2 separate regions of the Mus musculus genome follow, and region 2 is linked to region 1. A link is a contact called in public HiCAR-type data. All regions are on one chromosome and are shown on one strand. The core of a region is the stretch at or near the end of the contact, and the rest is flanking DNA. Distances in the headings are between cores, read along the strand shown.

Region 1 (3,524 bases), core at 448-2,947:
TTTCTAATGTGCCTTAGAGCAGCTGCCACATACACTGAGTCATGCTTTATTCCAGTCCAGTTTGGTGATCCTCAGTCTACAATCCAGGATGACAACACATTCCTGATCTATCTGCAAGAATGACTCTGAAAGTTAGAGTTTGAGGTTAACGCCTGCCAGTGTAGCTACATTGTATATTATCATTTTAATTTTTGCTTTTCCTTGAGGAAACTTTTCTTTTCTTTTTCTTTTTTCTTTTCTTTTCTTTTTTTTTTTTTTTTTTTTTTGAGGATGTTTCCTTCCACTGGGGGAACATTACGTGTGATAGTATGTATCCAAAGGTTAAGGCTGCAACTGTACACTAAGATATTTGTGGGGCGGTTTCCTTGTGGCCCACACTAGTTGGCCTCAAAGTTGCAACAATCCCTTCTAGCCTCATACTACATGTTGTTTCTTTTATTATGTTTATTTTTTAAATTAGGGCAGTGAATTCTAGAAACATGAAAATACTCCACCTGGGGGATCTCTCTCTCTCTCTCTCTTTGTGTGTGAAGATCTACTAAGAATGAATGAGGGAATGCTCTCTGAGACTGCTTCCCCACTCCAGAGCATCAGATGTGCCCCGGAGTCAGGGTGTGATGTGGGCTGCTCACCAGCCTTCCTCATAAACTCCAGGTCTTTATTTTACAAAAAGCTTATTTACAAAGCATTCCCTTACCGAGAAGTTCAGGAAGATGCAATGCTTCCCTAGCTGTAAAGGGAAGGTTTGACTCTTGCCTGGGGATAGGGAGGAGCCTTTCATTAGTAGGAGTAGTAACCTCTTCCCTGCTTTCTTCTTCACACCCTCCCTTTTTGTGAGGCAGGATTTCAGTTTGGCCTGGAACTCGCTATATAGATCAGGCTGGCCTCGGAATCTCGGAGACCCTCCTGCCTCGGCCACCCTAGGGCTGGGGTTAAAGGTGTGCCTTTTAGGTGAGGTACCTGTGTGCACCACCCACCAGACTGGGAGGGAGGCCGGGAGATGTGGTCAGAGCTGCTGGGATTAGACAGTTGTGAGCCGCCTTGTGGGTGCTGCAAACCGACCGCCGGCTCCTCTGGAAGAGCGGTTAGAGCCCTCAACGGCCAGCGCTACACCCCAAGAACTCAGCCTGCCTACAAGTGTCACCCCAGATTTTATTAGAAGCTCCAGGACTTAAAACCTGCGAGGATCTCGAGCCAAAGCAACGCCCGCCTCGTCTGAGCTGCCCTCCTTGGGTCATTGGGACATCGGGACAGGTAAGCAAGCCTGGCTTGCGAGTCAAGCCTCTGCCTCCGCGGTGTGGACATCGGCTCGGCGCTTCAAAAACAAAAAACAAAAAAAAACCGATTTATCGAACTTTCTGCACATGTCTGAGACCTGTCTTTTGAGTATGGCAAGCGCTCAGACGGCCAGACACTTGCTCCACTTACGGCTTCCTTCTACAGGACACCACCTCCCCCGCAAACCACACACACACACTCTCTCTCTCTCTCTCTCTCTCTCTCTCTCTCTCTCTCTCTCTCTCTCTGAGCCGATGCTTCTCCTTCTCTCTGTAGAAGTCCAGGGCTGTGAAAATCCCCACCGACTTCGGGTTTCGAGGGCTCGTCCCGCCTCCGCCCGGAGCGGGAAGGCGTGGGAAGGCCCAAAGAAACTCTGGAGGGGCGGGGCCGCCGCGGCGCGCAGGCGCGCTGCCTCCTCCGCGTGAGTGCGCGCGTTCCGGCGCGTGTCCCCGCGCGGGCTCCGTAGCGCGTGTGCAGCCTGACGCAGCCCCGCGGGCCCTCCTCCCGCTCTGCGGCGGCCGCGCGGAGTTTGGGGCGTGCGGGCGCGGAGCGGGGGGTGGCGGGGGCGAGGAGGCGGCGGCGAGAGGAGGCGGAGGAGCAGCAGGCGCCGCCATGGCCGCCGCGCTCGCCGACATGGCCGACCTGGAGGAGCTCTCCCGCCTCAGCCCGCTGTCCCCCGGCAGCCCCGGGCCCGCGGCGCGCGGCCGGGCCGAGCCGCCGGAGGAAGAGGAGGAGGAGGATGACGAGGAGGCGGAGGCAGAGGCGGTGGCCGCGCTGCTGTTGAACGGGGGAGCGGGCGGCGGCGCGGGGGGCGGCGAGGCGGAGACCATGTCGGAGCCGAGCCCCGAGAGCGCCAGCCAGGCGGGCGGGGACGAGGACGAGGACGAGGAGGACGACGAGGACGAGGGCAGCAGCAGCGGCGGCGCGGAGGAGGAGAGCAGCGCCGAGAGCCTGGTGGGCAGCAGCAGCGGCGGCTGCAGCGGCGACGAGACGCGCTCGCTGAGCCCGGGCGCGGCGAGCAGCAGCAGCGGCGATGGGGACGGGAAGGAGGGCCTGGAGGAGCCCAAGGGACCGCGGGGCGGCCCGGGCGGCCCGGGCAGCAGCGGTGGCGGTAGCAGCAGCAGTAGCGTGGTGTCGAGCGGCGGCGACGAGGGCTACGGCACCGGGGGAGGCGGGAGCAGCGCGACCTCCGGGGGCCGGCGGGGCAGCCTGGAGATGTCGTCCGACGGGGAGCCGCTGAGCCGCATGGACTCGGAGGACAGGTCAGTGCGCCGCCAAGGGGACCCTTCCCGGACCTCGACGAGGGGGACTCAGGGGACTTCTTCCTGATTCGAGGGGACTCTGCGTGGATCCCGTCTAGGGGACTCCTCCCGGACCCCACAGAGGGGACCTAGGGGACTCCTCTTGGACTCCATTGAGCTGACTTCCTTGCCCGATCCCCTCCCATCTCCTGGACCCTTTGGCCCAGCGCGGGGCGGGGGGCGGGGGGGACCCTTCTAGCAGCGATCCCTTGCTCTGTAGATTCCCGGGCTCCGCCGAGGGGACCGAGGGGACTTTCTCGCCGCAGTCCTTTCCGTTTCTTGCTTCTCCTTCCCTGCCCCGCCCGCCTGCCCACCTTGGGAACGGCTTCGCCGGAATCTCCCCTGCCCCAGACTCTGGGACCCCAGACCTGGGGACTTTCTCTCCGGGATCTCCCGCCCCCTGATTCTCAGCCCCTCCCCCCCAGATCTCAACTTGGAAATCCCGGGCGGCCGCCGCGCCCCTCTTGCCGCTGAGCGGCTTCCAACTCCTCACCATCCCCCCTCAACTCTCCTTTCCCCACCCTCCTTTCCTCGGCGCGCGGTTCTCCTTTCGGATCGAAGGACGACTCTGTCCCGGAGACAGCCCCCCCAAAATGGCCCAGACGCCCCAGCCGAGCTCCAGAGGCCCTTGATGTACACCTCGGTACACAAGGTTAGCTTCGTGCATCGGTGTTCGGGAACACTTGTCAGAACTGCAATTGACAAGTGTTTTCCAATATGGCTGGTCTCCTGGAACTCACAGAACTAACTTGTGCAGGGAGGAGACCCCCACCCCTGGCTTTGCTTTACTTTTAAAAAGAACTGCTGGTCCGTTATGTGTAATCTCTGCTTCTCAGATCCCTCACATCTGTCAGTTATATCATCTCAGGGGATTTGAGTTTTGGTCATCAAATCTGAGGGACCAAGTTTAAAACACAGAAAGAGCATTGTGGAAAGGAACAGTAG
Region 2 (3,524 bases), core at 361-2,860, 950 kb after region 1:
CAGGTTCATTGCCTTGGCCACTTGGTGAGGGAGAAGTTGTGTTCACATTGAGTGTGAATTTCCAGGAGACATGCATCTAGACCTAAACCACTGACAGTTACTGCATGGGTCCTGAGCTTGTGACCAAACTCTGAGCCATAGAAAGAGGTCTCAGTGAAGAATTGTGGGTTTTCACTACCTAATCAGTGATTCCTGAGCTCAAGGTAAGTGGTTCTGGGTCACTTCTTATGGCCAAAAACTTAGAAGCGATCATTTATGTTTCTTACAGCAGGAATCCCAGCCCCTGTGTACTTTGGTGTTTTGATTGACACTTCATGCCTCAAATGGGGATTTAAGAAATGTGGAAGCAGAGGCTCCTGCAGGCTGTATGACTCCCACGCTTTCAGGTACAGTGCCAAGCACACTCATGTAGCTCTGTGCTCCTACAGCTCATTTTCTGCCACATCCTGAAGCTTAAAATTCCCTGTGTACTTTCCATGTTTATGAGGTAAATCAACCAAAAAACTGTGAACAATTCTATTTTACATGAAAAAATATTGCCAAGTGTTGACATTGAATTTCATTTTGAATTCATCATTATTTTATTTTGTTCTGACTTTTTAAAGTTAGCACAGTTAGCAATGCGTTTCATGAATGTATTTTATTATGGCACTTTCACATATATGTATCATTATACTTTGAATTTCTCCCTGCCCCAAGTAATCATTTTTTAAAAATGATGAAAATGAGCAGGAAAAAATGGCTCACACCTGTAATCCCAGAATTCAGGGGACTAAAAGAGAATTAGTTAATGCTTAATTGAAGTCAGCCTCGGCTATATAATATGTTCTAGGCTAAACTGAGGCTGCAGAGTGAGCAACCCTGGCTCATAACACACACACACACACACACACACACACACACACACACACACACGAGCATACATATATAATAAATGATTTTTAAAAAATCCTAGAATACAGGTTTGAAAATGTGTGCACACAAATGGCAAAATATTTCCTGAAACTCAGATGCATTTAAATTTAGGTCACATTCTGGGTTTATTTAATTCTATTCTTTTTTAAACTGAGCCAAACTGTACCATTTGCGTCAGCGCTAATCCCCTGGGCAAGATCTGGATTTGGCTCTCAATCCATCCGGCTCTTATTGCCAAGCTGATGTTCAATTATCCCAGTACTTGAAATGCACAAAAGTAAAAAGCTTTCTCTGTGTGGGTGAGCGTGTCTGAGGTGGAGAGCACGGTTTTCTCACTACGGTATCATTCAGTTCCGTTCATCAAACCTTTATCTCCCCACTGCTTAAAGCCATACTCCAGTGGCTTAAAAGCAGGACTTCTTTTATTCAAAGACTTACACGCTGAATACTTTGTTTCAGAGGGGGAAAAAAAAAAACCTCCAAAAACCAAAAGAAAAAAAAAAATCCGAGAGTCTTGAGCCTGTAAGTTGCATGTGAATTAGGCAGACCATCTCAAATAAGATCGATTTAATAGGCTTTGATATTATGTGTGAAGGATGTTTGGTCCAAGGCCAGGGCCAGTTCTGGGAGTGACATTTGGTTTCTGCTCTCATTTGGTAAGGCTAAGTGCTCACTGCAGTGTGGACATTGTGTGATGCAGAGACCGTATGTAAGAGGGGAAGCTGAACACTAAGTTCTTTATCAGGCCTTTCTGTCCCACTAACAACCCTGACCCCTTCTTTGAATTGCTTACCACAGCTTTTCCTTGGAGTGTATTGAAGAAATATTTGAGACAGGGTCACCACATGACTTAGTCAAACCTTGACACCTTTGAAAGTGAAAGAGGCTCTTTTAAAATTATTACTTGGGACAGCAATGGGCTAAATAGGACTGCCTCAGCAAGCAGGAAGATGGCTATCCAACTTCAGGGAATCTTTAAAGAGGAAGTGGGAACTATTATATCATTTGCAGTAACCAGGAATGACAATACAACTAAGAAGTTGCCTCTGCTGGCAGGAGGTCACCAGCATTCATAGCCACCAGGCCATTAAGTCTGTGTCTCTCAGCAATCAACCTCACACTGTTAGAACCTTCATGTTTTGTTTTGCTTTGCTTTCAAGTTGAGTGGCTGCAATAATTATAACCGAGACTCTCTCCTCTTTTAGACACATATACCTGGGATTAACCACGCTCCTGGGCACGGTGTCTGTCTTCCTAAGCATGGCTGTACTTTTTGTTTTAAAGAAAAAATATGTCTCGAAACACAGCAGCTTAATAACCACAAGAGAAAAAATAGGGATGTCTTCAAGCATCAAAAAGGAGACATGCGCTGCAAGGGATCGTGGATTGCAGCCCAAGTACTGGCCAGGCAAGGAGACACGACTTTAAAAAAAAATCATGGAAACAAACAAATATGGGGTCATTTTATCCAATACATGTAAATGAATAAAAGCATAATCAAAAGGGCTTCAATGTGCAATTCCTTTCTGCTTCCAAAGGTATGCCTGCTTTGCTTTTGACTCTAAGCATAACATGACAAACCTCTAAGGATGTAATTAAATTTATTTTAAAACTTTTAAACTTGTACATTCCTTTTAATTATTTTCTTATTTCTGCTTCATGCTATATTGTCTCCATTGATATGTGATATGTGTTCCTGGGGATGGCTGTCTATTATGTTTGATTATGACATGTCATCTGTACATTGTGTCACTTGACCAGAATCTACTTTGAGTATTTCCTAAGGAGATCTTTCAGATTTAGCTCCTCCTTGAACTGATACAGAAAAAAAACATTCATGATGGGGTTGTCTTCTGAGACAATTTCTGTTCATTAGTTTACATATAATAAGATGTAATTTTATAATTTACATAAATTCATTGTGATTTTGGAAGTATCCATGGTTACACTGCAATTCATGTCACCATGTCACCATACTTTATTGCTTACGAATTCAGTGAATCAAAATATTTTTAAACAAACACTTCCCAAATTTCCATGAATTAGGTAACTCTGTACTTAGACATAAATTGTATTCACAAAATATATTTGTTTTGTTTTGCTTTTTCGAGACAGGGTTTCTCTGTGTAGCCCTGGGTGTCCTGGAACTCACTCTATAGACCAGACTGCCTTAAACTCAGAGATCCGCCTGCCTCTGCCTCCTAAGTGCTGGGATTAAAGGCATGTGCCACCACTGCCTGGTCATAAAAATATTTAAAAGTTAAGTTTCTGGGGATGGGGGGACCTGAGTGGACTTGCATGTCAACTTGATCAGAAAGCATTGTATGAAATTCCCAAATAATCCATAAAAACATAATGTTGGAAAAGATATAGTAACATAGATATTACAAATTGTACTATGTGGTACTATGCATTTCTGCACTGTGTGTCTGTAGTATAAGATATTTATGTACACTATACATGTACTATGTAGCTGATATGTACTTTATGCATAAAACAGTCAGAGACTTTGACCCTGTAGAGAGAGTAGGCTCTAGATGTCATTTGTCCTGGTTAGTTCTTTCTCCACTTGACACAAGATAGCCTCATTTGGGAAGAGGGACTCTCAG

What was found. HiCAR-type assays count read pairs that join an accessible place to other places.
Region 2: a contact with region 1 is called in a HiCAR-type map of astrocytes, with 3 times the contacts expected there. The contact joins the enhancer-like site here to the promoter of Aebp2 in region 1. A contact is called at or near these places in 3 of 39 promoter capture datasets (cranial neural crest, hippocampal neurons and neural stem cells), 1 of 15 datasets of contacts at CTCF or cohesin (the NIH/3T3 cell line), 2 of 484 Hi-C or Micro-C datasets (cerebral cortex and cortical neurons) and 6 of 115 datasets of contacts at active chromatin or transcription factors (astrocytes, embryonic basal ganglia, embryonic forebrain and 3 more).

The regions. Positions count from the first base shown.
Region 1 is chr6:140,621,805-140,625,328 of GRCm38.p6, forward strand. It overlaps Aebp2 (AE binding protein 2), which reads left to right and starts at 1,698. Exons shown (of 8, transcript NM_001005605.2): 1 at 1,698-2,540. The coding sequence starts at 1,891.
Region 2 is chr6:141,567,186-141,570,709 of GRCm38.p6, forward strand. Slco1c1 (solute carrier organic anion transporter family, member 1c1) reads left to right here. Exons shown (of 15, transcript NM_021471.3): 14 at 269-386; 15 at 2,121-2,992. The coding sequence ends at 2,343. Among named protein-coding and RNA genes, the nearest start is that of Slco1c1, 45 kb to the left of the region's middle. Within about 2 kb of position 1,611, at least 18 of the 459 cell types and tissues checked have an H3K27ac peak or open chromatin away from gene starts, as enhancers often do. A contact at or near this core is called in astrocytes, embryonic basal ganglia, forebrain and 2 more, where this site is marked.